Linked DNA regions of Mus musculus: all the other regions are linked to region 1. The links are chromatin contacts, called in public HiChIP or PLAC-seq maps. All regions are on one chromosome and are shown on one strand. Each heading gives the region's core, a stretch centred on a gene start, on an enhancer-like site or on the middle of the called end of the contact. The rest is flanking DNA. Distances are from core to core; before and after follow the strand shown.

Region 1 (4,457 bases), core at 377-2,876:
TACCAAAGGAGGTACTGCGGTGGCCTTCAGTTCAGGCATGGAGAGATCAGGATAGAAGGATTGGCTGAACTGCCCTCACAACCCCTCTCCCAGTAGGACACGGGTAACCAGGCAAGACCAGATGGGAATCATGGTCTGTGAGTGGGAACGTCTCCCTCCCTAACCAGGAAGCAAACCCGTCCCAGGAAGGGGTATGAGCATCAGCAAGGAATAGCCTTACTCTGATCTCCTGTTCAAGCTTCTCTCTCTCTCCCTCTCTCCCTCTACCCGTCTCTCCCTCTCCCCCCCCCCCCCACTTCAGTGGAAAGAGAGGCCCAAGAGAGGACAAGAGCTGTGTCCAGGGACCCACGCCACTGCCTCCCCAGACTGAGCTCACTCTCAGAAAATGGCTACAAAGAAAACCTCTAGATGCGCAGCTCTCTCCTGGGCACCCGCTCCTAACACGCACACAAATCAGGGACAAAGGATGCAAGTCCTGAACGAACCTTCCTACAGCAGCCAGCCGCGGGAGCCCTCTCCGCCCCTCTTTGTGTGGGGCCAGAAGGGGAGGGAGCTGTCTGAAAGAGCCTCAGATTTAATGAGGGGAAGAAGGAAAAGAAAGGGGGCTGGGGAAGTGGGGGCCTCCCGGCCGGTTATGGCCGGCCGGGTCCCCTCCCCTGTGCTGGTTGCTGCCCCAAAACAGAGCTGGCCTCCCGCCTGGTCCCCAACAGTGGCGACCAGGTGGACACACGCAACCTCCCTCAATTTCTGGATCTTTCCAAATCCAAAGTTTGGCACAGGTAGTCAGTGACAACCGACACCAACCTCGCTCAAGAGCGGGATGGGGGGGGGGGGGCTCCTGCCCACCCTTCTTACCCAACCCCCATCTCCTTTCCAGCTCGAGCTGGAGGGAAAGGGTCCAGCGCTTGCAGGGGGGGTGCCCTAGAGTGAGCGGGCCAGACTGCGCGCCGAAAGAGGATGCAGACGGAGCTGGTTACGACGACGTTCAGACAGACAGACAGTGCCCGAATCCTAGAGAAGTGAACGGGACAAACACAAAAGAACAGACTAAGCCAGGCGACAGGGGCAGACAGAATGACAGACGCTCTGCCAGAAAGACAGTAAGCTCAGCGGGGCCGGGACCCTACCAGTTACACAAAGAGTCCCGCGCCCTGGAGAGAGACGCGCCACGCAACCTGGGGGTGCTCTGAGCTGGGGAGCGCGCAATGGCCGCGGGGCTCCCCGCACCCGCTGCCGGCCTCAGTATCCCGGTTCTCGGAGTGACGGCGCCAAAGGCGCCCGGCCGCGCCCCACCCCTCCCCCGCGGTCACCCGAGCCGCGACACCAGCTGTCCAGCGCACCGCGGCCGAAGCGGAGCAGCTGGGGGATGAGGATAAGAAGGGCATCGGTGGGGCCTCTGAAAGGCAAGTTTGGAGGAAGCAAAAAGAAGAAAGTACTTGGAGGAAGAAGGTAGAGAAAAAGTGAGCGGGGCCGCGGCAGGGACGAGGTGGGCACTCACGCAGCTGAGCAGGGAGCAGGCCCCGAGACAGGCCCCCATGGCGGTGAGGGGCGCGGGGCTCGGGGCACCGGCCTCGGATCCCGGATCCGGTGGGACTCCAGGCGCTTGGCTGGCCCCACCCCAAACCCATCCCCGCCCCAGCCCCGCCCCACCTGCCGAAGCCGCTCGTCACTTTCCGGCGACGCTCGGGGCCTCCTAGGACTCACCTGGGACAGGTACTGGCGCCAGACATTTCCTAAAGAGGTTGAGATGGGGAAAGTCCAGCAACGACAGGGGCACAGCCCAACTCAACTCTGAGCTAGGATTGTCTGCTGAACCAAAGCGAGGATTTGGAAATACATCTGGATTTGAACTTCATAGGAGCCATTGTGTGACCGACCCCAAATACTGTCATTGTTAGAGGAAGTAAGAGGTGGTCTTCCCTGATGCCCTTGGATCTTGGCGGAAAACCTCGGCCCAATCTATGGGTGCTCAATGGTAAATTACTAGGCAAGGGGGTGGGGGGATGGTAATGTAGCTGAGTCGGTAGAGTGTTTCCAGAGAATTCATGAAGTCCTAGGTTTGATCCACATAAAACTGGGCATGGTGGCTCTCGCCTGTAACCCAGCACTCAGGAGGCAGGAATCACAAATTCAAAATTATCTTTGGCTGCATAGCCAGATCTAGGTCAGCCTGGGTTACATGGGATCCTGCCTACGGAAAGAAAGAAGAGAAGGACAGACAGAGGGAGGATAAGGGAGGCTACTTTGCTTCTCTGAGTCTCAGTTTCCCCTATTGAAACTAAAGGTGCTAACCTCATGGGGCTGTTAGAACACACAGCAACTGCTCCATGAATAAAAGCCTGTGTCATTCCCATCCCTGTTAAGGCCCCAGATTCGTACTTGTTTAGACCCTCTCCTCTCCATCCACCTTGTCTTCAAACTCTGGACCTGTCTTGGATCACACACACACACACACACACACACACACACACACACACACGAGAGAGAGAGAGAGAGAGAGAGAGAGAGAGAGAGAGAGAGAGAGAAACACAGATAGATATACAGAGAGAGAGAGACAAATACACACACACACACACACACACACACACACTGCTCAGCACTCCACACACACACATATACACATAAGAGAGACAGACAGACAGACAGAGATACACACAGGCACACACACTCACTGCTCAGCACTGCACACAGAGAGACAGAGACAGAGGCAGATAGACATACACACAGAAAGAGACACATACACACAGAGAGAGACACATACAGAGACACACACACACACACTCTGTTCAGCACTCCTCACTCCCTATCTGTGTACAGCCATGACCTCCTAGCTAAGGAGGTCACTGGGTGAGAGGGCATCCTGGCAGGTCATCCCCAGGATCGGGTGTGAGGCGCAGCAGCAGAGTTCTGTAATTATGGTAGCTCACCCCAGCCTTCTCCCCCACCAACTCTAGACCAGATAATGTTAGGGAAGGAAGTCCATAGGTTTGGCTGGCCGCAGGGGCCAAAGATCCGGCCTAACTGCTTCCCCGAGTGATTCATACAGCACCTGGCTGAGCTGGTAATTGTGCCAGGGCTGTTCCGCAAATACCCTGCACTTTCCCTCCTCCACACGTCAGCCCACCTGGTGCCTTCCTCCTGAAAGTCCTTCTCCTTGTCCACCTGTGGTGCCTTCAAAGCTTTGCCCACATCCCACATCTTCTAGATGAAGAGAACCAGATCCTCCAGCCCAGGACCCAGCCTGACTGGAAATGAACCTCGGCCCACTTCCCTGGCACATCTACAACAGCAGACCTCACATATAATTCAACTTAGTGGAGCGCAAGCAAGAGCCCCACACTCTTTCATGGCACCGTTTGAGTCCGTGTTTGTCCCAAAAAAGACTCATTCCCTGACCCAATTCACACATGAGGAAAACGGAGGTTTGTGTTATTGGTAAACTTAGCACTGACCAAAGGCTGGTTGTGGTCACAGAAATCGCTGCTATTGCTGCTAGGAGGCCATTAAGGGTGGCCCTGACTTCAGATCCCCAAAGCCTGTCCTTAGCCATTCATACCTCTCTTGGAAAGTAGAAGAGATTGAAAACAATCTCTTCTCTCTCTCTCTCTCTCTCTCTCTCTCTCTCTCTCTCTCTCTCTCACACACACACACACACACACACACACACACACACACACCAATTCACCTCTGGCTGTACCCTCAATGCACAAGGAGGAGACGCAGCAAGGCAGGATGCTTGCATGGATATGTGAGCTGCTTCCTCATTCCACTGTGACAACATCCTGACCCAATGGCCCCGCACGGTCACCATCCACACGTCTGTCCTCAAAGCCTGAAGTGCTACCCGCCTTCTGAATGTCCCCATGCCAGGGGTTGCTCCCTTGGACCCCTCCTTCCATCAACTGGATCCTCCACCAACAGCATCTCCTTTCCATAACCCAGCACAGCGACACAGAGGGGGTGACACCTGGAGTCTATGCTGCCCCAACCTCCCAGAGTCCATGCCATCCCGAGGACACCTCCGTCCCCTTCCCTGAAGTAGGCCTGGTAAATTCTGCTTAACTCTACAAAGCAGGTATGAGCATTTGCGAACATGGTCAAGGAAGTAGTTGCTTTTTGAGGTGGTAAAGCGGTTGAGGCAGGATATCTCTTATGTAGCTCTGGCTAGCCTAGAACTTGCTTTGTAGACCTGGCTGGCCTCAAATTCACAGACATCTGCCTACCTCTGTCTCCCAAGTGCTGGAATTAGAAGTGTGCAGCACCAAAGCCAGGTGAGCAGGTGCTTTCTGAGAGGAGAGGGCATTAGCTTAGCTACAGCACAGAAAGAACCAGTCAGTTTTAGGCTGGAAGTTTTCCCAACAGAATACTATGCTGTCATGGTCCTGGCTTTACCCATGCCTGAAACCAGCTAGGCTTTGGAATCACCCTGCATCACCCTGTAGGGAAGGACCAGCCCT
Region 2 (4,399 bases), core at 894-3,393, 1.2 Mb before region 1:
CAGCCCTATCAAAGACATTTAGAGCCCTGCTCCCTAACCCAATCCCAGAAGTTCCAGCTGTCCTTGGTGCCCTGCACTGACAGAGACACACCATGTACTCCCACACCTGAGATTTGTCCCCAGCACAGCAGTGACCACAGGCACTCCTCAGGGCAGCCCTAGGAGGCAGACTCTGTCATCTGAGAGCTATTGGTAGGGTAGAGGTGGAGGGACATATTGGGGGGGGGGCTTCCTTTTTCAGCAAAAACAAGACATGAATAAATGTTTCTTATAAGGTTGCAACAATGTTTCGTGTAAGGTTGCAACAATGTGTAAGATTGCAAGAACCTATATGTAAAGCAAAGAGCAGACCGCCTCCCTGCCCTTCTTCAGGTCCTTACCAACATTACCACTCTGGTGCCCTGCTTCTATTAGGAACAGCTCCCACATCCACAAACATCATCACAGCCACATCTCTTGCAGGATAAAGACCCAAAAATAGAGTTTCTGGGCTACAATTATGAGCCTGTAGCCATTTGCAATAGGGCTAACAGCTGGCTAAGTGACCGCTAAAAGATGCCCATGGACATAACATTTAATGCCCACTAGGGAAGACGCCAGCTAATGGCTTAATGACCTGCCTCCATCTTCCCTTCCATCCATCCTGTCTCCTTATCCTTCGCCATTGCACAATGTCCCCTTCAGAAGTCAGCTGATAAGAAAGCCCACTTACCAACCCGCTGGGAATGACCAGAGCTGCCTGCCTGACCTGCGGTTGTCCTGCCCACAGCACCGGGGCTTCAGCTCCCTCCCCTGCTGCTAGAAGCTGAATGTGCTGATCCAGGTGACACAAGGCACACAGGAGGTGTCACTACAGGTGACACTATAGGCACACAGTCACCAGGCTCTGAGAACCTGTAGACATCAGGACAGCCTCGTCCATGGAGACTATGCTGATGGGCTACAGAACAGATCTGGTACAGAATAGACCAGTTACGCCTGCTGCAAAGACCTCGGTGGTCCAGGGAGGTGCTGTGCTTTGGCCAAGGCAGAATACTTGGCAGAGATGTGGCTGGGAGCGTTCCACCTGTTTATTCACCACTCTGGCTAAATGGTCCTATGTGAGTGTCCAGCTATCTGAACCCAAAGGAGGAGGACAGGACTTGTGTCTGCATCAGGGACACTATCACGAAGCAAGAGTCCATCTAACACTTGATATAACCCAATGCCAACTCGGCAGCCCCCACAATAGACATTCTAGGATCTCTGTGAGTTCAAGACCAGCCTGGTCTATACAGTGAGTTCCAGGACAGTTAGGACTACATAGTACATAGTGAGGCTCTGTCGTGTGTGTGTGTGTGTGTGTGTGTGTGTGTGTGTGTGTGTGTGTGTGTGTGCGCGCGCGCGCCCCTCTGTATGTGTGTGCCTCTGTGTGTGTACCTCTGTGTGTGTGTGAGAGAGAGAGAGAGATGTTTGTGCTGTAGTATGTCAGTGCCATATTCTGCTCCAGTGGAAATCGGAGGACAACTTTCAGGAGTCGGTTCTCTCCTTTCCATGTGGGTCCCAGGGATGGAACTGGGGCTATCAGGCTATCGGGTTATAGGGTTAAGGGACTTTACTGGCTGAGCCATCTCATTGATCCCTACAATTTATTTATTTATCTATCTATTTATTAATTTATTTAATAGCTGCATTTCCTTATATCAGGAAACAAGAATTATTACCCTTGATTTTCCAAGGAGCAAACAGATCACCCCACCACCGCCAAGACCGAAAGGAAAAGCACCTTGCTCAACATGGAAGACCTGACTGAGACCAGGAGGCACCTCCGCCAGAAAAAGGAAGACCCAGCGAGGGAAAGCGATTGTTCTGAAGTCACACAGTAGATTAAAAAAGCAGACCCCTGGTTGCTCCTGCTCACTCCCAGCTTCCATCCTGGCCCATGTGCCCGTGTCTTGTTCACCACCACCACCACCACCATCACCACCATCCGGGGTCGCGCTCACATGCTAACACCACCAGCTCCCAGCACGGCCGATGGAGACCCCTTAGAGCCTCAATGTCCATCGGTGGAATGGGCGTGCGAGGAGGAACGAGGGCGGCCTGGCGCCGGGCGCCTGGCTCAGCAGCAGGGGCGTGGCCGTGACTCAGCCGCACAGTCCCGGGGTCGCCCAGCCGGTCCGACCGGCCTCGGCAACGCGCGCAGGACGCCGGGCTGGGCGACTGAGGGGTGCAGGGAAGGGAGCCGCCAGGAGCCTGCTTGGGCGGGAAGAGGAGCGCAGGCCGCGGAGGAGAAGGATGGAAGCGAGACCCCGCTGAGACCAGCGCGGGGCCACTGGCCGGGATCAACATGTGTCTGCGCATAGGTGAGCTGGGGCAAACGGGAGACCCACTCCTGGGGGGACCCCAACCCGAAGTCAAGCCGCCTGCTTCACCCAACCCTGCTTCACGTACTGGCCTGCTTCAGGTCACTTTCCTCTCAAGCCTAAGTTTCCTTAGAAGCGGGGTGACAAGCGGCTGGGTTTTATTTCCTTTATGCAAGTGCTCTACCACTGAGCTACACACCAGCCTAAACATTTCGAGGCTCAGGGACTAGCCCAGAGCTCAGTACTTAGCTCACTCTAACTTAGAACTTAGAACTCCTTCCGCCACGACCAGCAGCTGGGGGCTCCAGGTTTGTGGCACTGAGGCCCAGCTCTGAGTAAGCCTGGTTTTGGTGGGGCCAGTGGCACCCCCAGCTCCTGGCCCTATTTTCCTTTCTAAGGGGCAAGGCTAGATAGGCTTCGGGATCCGCCGGTAGGGGAAGAGATGCTGAGAGATGAAGAGATGGGGATGTGGATGTAGGGTCCAGGATCCCGGCTCCTTAGCATTACAAAGATGCCATTTCCATACCTTCCTCTCATCCAGCCAAGCTGGAGGGAAAGGCCAGTCAGCCAGCATCTTGACAGAGTAGACTGGTGCGCCCCTCCCCCACGCCCTGGGCAAACTCTGCTGTTTGGGATCTAAGGGGTTCCGTTCCCACTCTCCAGCACACACATCTTTCGAGCCATGCCTATTTCTCCTTGGTAAAATGAAGACCGTTGCACCCACCTCTTGACCAGGATGAAGTTCCGGTCTGCTAATAAACGCTTAGCACTACACCAGCCACTTGCCCAGTGTTCCCAGCATGAGAACGAAGAACCAAAACCAGCCTAGGGCGCTCTGACTAAAGCAAGCAACCCTAGCCTTCTTGTCTGACCAAAGCCTTGGTCCAGAGATGCTGCTGTTTCTTGAGCCCAGCCAAAGCCCAGTAGTGGCTGGCTGATGGGTAGGTGGATGGGGTGGGTGGACAGGGTGGGACCCAGGAGGCCCCTGGAACAAGGCTGCAATTCCTCTTCCTGTTTGGCCAGCTGTTCATCTTCACAAGGCCATTCCAGTTCCTCGTGCCTTTCCAGTCCATGGTCTGTCCTCTGCTGAGATGACAGTCCCAGGGCCTGCAAGCTAAAGGAGAGCTCGGAGAGCAGTTAGGGGAACCTCACCTGGCTCTATGCAGAAAAAATCCGGGGTTACCTCTGAACAGGACAGGCTGGTACCAGGTCCACAGTGAGTCTGTAACAGGCTCCTCCTTGCTCCTCAAAGCTCTTCCTCCCGTCTCTCTCTCTCTCCCTCCCTCTCTCTCTCTCTCTCTCTCTCTCTCTCTCTCTCTCTCTCTGTGTGTTACTGAGTTTAATTAGGGTTGCTTACAATAATTTTTCTTTTTTTCGGTGGCGGGGGGGGGGCTGTTACTGCAACATAGGCGACTTACCAGTGGCTACACCACCAAAATAAACAAATAATTATTTTATTTTATTTTATTTTTTTTAGGCAGAGTCTCACTCTGTAACTAAGTTGGTCCTGACTTTGCAACAATCCTCCTGCTTCAGTCTCCTAAATACAGGATTATGAGTCCTCTTGGCCTCCTTGGCCCCTGCAATTGCCCAGAGAATGTCCACTTAATGATTCTTTAGCCGTTTCTTGTTTTCATTCACGTATAGGGAACAGGGCTAAATTTCTCTGCCGCACGTGGAGGGTCTCAAAGTCAGAGCCTATTGGGAGCAGGACCGGAAGGAAGGGCTCTGCTTAACTGAGGGCCAACCACACTCTTGCAGTTTCTCAGAGCTGGCTAAACTCAGAGCCCAGGGTGGGGGCAGGCATCCAGGTGGCATGGCCAAGAGCCATGTGTGATGTTGGAGCAGAGAGCATTTCAGGGGAGGAGGGCTTCCTGCTATGTGAACGGGATAGGACTTGGCCACTCAGAAAGTGTGGTTGTTGCCAAAGTCCCTCCTGGTCCCAACCCCAGTTAAGCACAGCCTGCACTGGGTCCCCGATTTCCTGTTCACCCATGGACTTTGTCCACACTGAGAAACAAGGGCTCTTTTCCTCTCCAGGAAGAGAAGCAGAG
Region 3 (4,213 bases), core at 1,499-3,998, 1.6 Mb after region 1:
CAGGCTCCCCTCCTGGCTTCCTGTCTAGCCCCCCTTTTCAGCCCCAGAGAGAAGGCTGCCTTGACAAGCCCTTGTTGCCTAACCTGAAACCACAGGGCACCTCTCCCTCATTCCTGCTGCCCAATAACTCCAGCGACCAAAAGGACAGACCGATCCAGAGCACAGTGGGATAATTGCTGCCAGGTGTGCACGTCTGGGAGTCACCCCACACAGACCCCCACTGGGTGACTAAGGAAGTAGGCAGGGGACTGGATCCACTCCCTAGACTGAGGACAGAGGGCTGCCACCTCCCATCTGCCTAGAGCTTCTCTAATACTAAAAGTTTCAAAGGTGACAGGAACTTGAGAAGTAATGTGACTTACCCAAGGTCACACACAACAAGTAGCCGAGACAGAATTTGAGCCCGTGTTGCCCCCTCCCCCCCCCCCACACACACTTCAAATTAGCCCCTAGGGTTTTGCCACACACACACCCCCAACCCATCTTCTCCTCAGCTTCTCAGTAGGGGACTTAACATTCTACCAAGTATCACACGCGGTCATTATTAAGACCATGAAGCACACGGAGAAACTGAGGCTCAAGAATGAGAACAACCTGCAGCAGTTCTCACTCTCAAACCTTGATCCTGACAGTCTACTACCAGGGCAATTGATGATCGTGTGTATTCTCAAATCAAGGTGATCGAGTGAGGGAATGAAAAGGGTTCTATCTTAAAGATCCCGGGCGCCCCGCGGCCCTGAGAAAGGTCTAAGAGGCAGGTTGCCTGGATCACCCTCTCTGATACCAGGAGGTCAAAACTGAAGCTGAGCAGTACAACCCCAAAGCTGCAGGGCAAGACCAGGACAGCTCCCGAGACGCCCCAGCGGGGGCGGGGCGGTGAACGAGATCCCCGGAGGCCAGTTGTCTGGGGCAGGCAGGCGACCTGGAGTCTCTCCCTGGGCCCAAGGCGGCAGCGCGTGTCTCGGCTCTGCTTCCACCCGGGGCGACTCCCAGCTACCTCACGCCGGTGGCGGGAGCCAGGGGAGGAGGAAACCCTGGAAGAGGACCGGCACACGCCCGCCAGAGGGGCCGAGGCCTGAGGTCCAGGCCTCAGGAAAGGACGGTGGACCACGCGCGCGCACACACAGAAGCACACTGACACTCCATTCACAGAGCACACGATGCGATGCGCTCGCGGTCGCACAGACAGTCACTGGACACACACTCAGACATGGGAATGCACACACACACACACACACACACGCACGCACGCACACGCACACACCCTCCATAGGACACCAGGCTCCAAAGCACACTCAAGCACGGGATCTCACCGCAGGCCGAGGGGGAGGCCCATGCACACATTCACACACACACACACACGCACACACGCACACACGCACACACACACAACACACACACGTCCGCACGCGCGTGCCCGACTGGCCGGGAGGCCGCACAAAGTTGCAAAGCAGACGCAGGCAGCGTCCCCGGGGACCGCGGCGTCCCCAACGCCTCTGACGAGCTACGATGGGGACGCTGTCCCGAGGCCTCCAGCCAGGCCCTGCGGGGGCCCCGACGCCGCAGCCCCGCCCGCAACCGGGTGCGCCCCACGGCCCTCCCCATCCCGGGCGCCCCGCGGCCCTGGCGCCTCCTCGGATCAGCCGCCAGCCAGCGCCGCTCGGAACTTGCGAAACAACAAACCGCCCGAAATGTCGGAGTCGGCGGCTACAGCCACGTCTCTCCCCGTTCCTTCCCTCGCCAGCCGCAGGGCCGCCCCAGCCTCCGGGGGACGCCGCCGCGACAACTTGTTCCGGCCGGGTGCGCCACGCACACGCGCGCGCGCGATCACACATACACTCACATATGCACACACACATGCACACACACCCTCGGGTCCCGGCCACACTCGACCACGGCCTAGGAGCACCCCAAGCTCGCAGCGTCCCTAGCCACGAAACCATCGCTCACCGACACACTCACATCCACTCCAGACACGCTCCCCCATACGTATTCCCCGCATCCCTGACATTCACACGGACCCACACAGCATCGTACACCCCAAATACTCCCACAGGGTCACTCGTGGGCACAGAGCTCACACAGGTTCCGACCCGGTTCCCACGACTGCACACACACACACACACACACACACCACACACACTCGGGCCCACACTTGGGCACAATCCACCGAGTCCTCACAGCACAGGCATAAACAAACACGCGGGTTTTCAAACGCACCAGCAACAAACAGTACTCCCGCCTAGGGAATACAAAAAAAAAAGCCAACAAATGCAACACAGGATCAGACGCAACTCTAGCCAAGCCACTGAAACTCAGATACACAACCCACTTGGCAGCGTGGACAAACATGAGCCAGCGCACACCCGGTGCTCCACGCAGGCGACACTCACACCAGCACACTCGCATCCGCGGTACACACTCAACCTCAGTTTGCACACAAACTACAGACACAGCGGCCACAGAAGCTTGGAGCACTCCGACACCAGCGACAAGCCATCCCCGGCCCCCCGGGCACTCGCGGGATAAGCTTGGAGGGACCGCGCGCGCTTACCTGCGGGAGTCTCGGTCTCAGGCGCGCAGAACTGGAAGGTGAGCGCCAGGACCAGAGCCTGAGCCCGGGCCATGGCCGCCGCCTAGGTCCTGGAGACCCGCAGCTGGGGAGGCGACGCCTCCGGAGCCCGACCGGGAGCCCAAGGCGAGCGGGAGCCGTAGTGGAGCAGTGCCGCGCGGAGCGGGACTGGCGCCGAGTCCAGAGCGGGAGCCCGAACGAGCGGGGCGCTGACGTCAGGCCCCCGGGCGCGAGTTCCGCGGTCTCGAGGCGTCCCCTGCTGGTGGTGTCGCGCGCTGCGGCCCGGTTCCCTGGGCCCGCCGGCCTTGGCGTGCCCATCCCCCACTCTCGCACCCCGTCGACAAGATCCATCGGCCGGTGCCGGTGTTCAGGTCGGCACTCTCAACGCATCCGTTGCCCACGGCTGAGACTGTAACCCAGGAACCCTTGGCTCCTCTGTTCCCTCAGTTGCTTAAGTTTTTCCTACCTTGACTACTCTGAACATAAACTCCCAGCTCCCTCCAATGACAGAGCACTCTTCATCTACCTGAAACGTTGTTGGGCCTTTGGAATGTTGCCGTTTACTTTCAGTAATATGAAATTCACTTCTCTCTTACTGACGCTCGTGCCTCTACAGTAGCCTCCGGCTACTCGGAGTAAGTAGATTTGGAACTCTGCCCCGTCCAAGTTTTTGCACAACCACCAGCATAGTTGTCAGTGGCTACTTAAGACCAGGTGCCATGTGTGCCTCTCTCTGGGACTCTGTTCATCTTCACTATTGCCCTAGGGGACACACACCATTCTAATGCCATTACACAGTTGAGAAAGTTGAGATCATAGAGCGTGACTTTTTCAAGATTATGTGTCAGTATGAGGCGACACCAAGATCTGAATCAAGGTTGTCTGGTTCGAAATGTGTAAACAAACGAACAAAAACCGACTCACATCTGGAAACCCATTTGCTTCTCAAATACTGAATAGATATGGGCTTGTTGGTTCAGTGATGACTGTAGACTACCGAGGAGATTAAAAAACAAAGGCTTGATCTCCGGGAGCTAGAGAGACGGCTCAGTGGTTAGGTGCGTGCACGCGGCTCTTGCAAAGGGCTCAGGATGGATCCCCAGCACCCTTGTCCAACCACCTGTAACTGCGCATCAGACCAGCACTTCTGGCCGTGTATATTTATAAAATATAAAATTATATTTTAAATATAATTTAAATATTTTTTAAAATCCCCACCCTCATGAAGCTTACATTCAGGAGGAAGATGCAGGAGAGGGTGGGGGGGGGGGTTGGAACCTACAGTAGGGAAAGTGGATCGCTGCACTTCTAAACAGACTGCCTGCTATGTGATGGACTTGGTATATATCCCCCATGTTTAGAATGTGTGTCCCCCTAGGGAAGCTTTTTCCCCCGGGGCCTGGTATCCCGCATACTCGATGAGTAATGAATGAGCGGGTAACTGATAGATGAGTACTTACAGAGAGGGCCCTTGCTCTCACGAAGACTTCATGCCGCAGATAAATAAATACATATGGAACTTCAGTCTGAGGCATGCGCCCTCAAGGAAATGAAGCTCTTGCAACAAGGAACACTAAAAGATGGGGGGGGGGGGTCGGGTCACGCTTCAGAAAAGACAGTCCAAGACAGACGCCTTTGCCA

What was found. HiChIP or PLAC-seq counts read pairs in DNA pulled down with a chosen protein or histone mark.
Region 2: an HNF4G HiChIP or PLAC-seq map of pancreatic cancer cells shows a contact between it and region 1. The contact joins the promoter of Tmem54 here to the promoter of Serinc2 in region 1. A contact is called at or near these places in 1 of 39 promoter capture datasets (liver) and 1 of 115 datasets of contacts at active chromatin or transcription factors (pancreatic cancer cells).
Region 3: an H3K4me3 HiChIP or PLAC-seq map of embryonic forebrain shows a contact between it and region 1, with 5 times the contacts expected there. The contact joins the promoter of Ptpru here to the promoter of Serinc2 in region 1. A contact is called at or near these places in 4 of 39 promoter capture datasets (embryonic stem cells, hippocampal neurons and liver), 1 of 115 datasets of contacts at active chromatin or transcription factors (embryonic forebrain) and 1 of 9 other capture datasets (embryonic stem cells).

Annotation. Positions count from the first base shown.
Region 1 is chr4:130,273,960-130,278,416 of GRCm38.p6, forward strand. Serinc2 (serine incorporator 2) reads right to left here and starts at 1,627. Exons shown (of 10, transcript NM_172702.3): 1 at 1,499-1,627. The coding sequence starts at 1,537. Gm34957 (a long non-coding RNA gene) reads left to right here. Exons shown (of 2, transcript XR_376686.3): 1 at 1-1,975.
Region 2 is chr4:129,103,387-129,107,785 of GRCm38.p6, forward strand. Tmem54 (transmembrane protein 54) reads left to right here and starts at 2,144. Exons shown (of 6, transcript NM_025452.4): 1 at 2,144-2,345. The coding sequence starts at 2,330.
Region 3 is chr4:131,835,530-131,839,742 of GRCm38.p6, forward strand. Ptpru (protein tyrosine phosphatase, receptor type, U) reads right to left here and starts at 2,749. Exons shown (of 31, transcript NM_001083119.2): 1 at 2,555-2,749. The coding sequence starts at 2,627.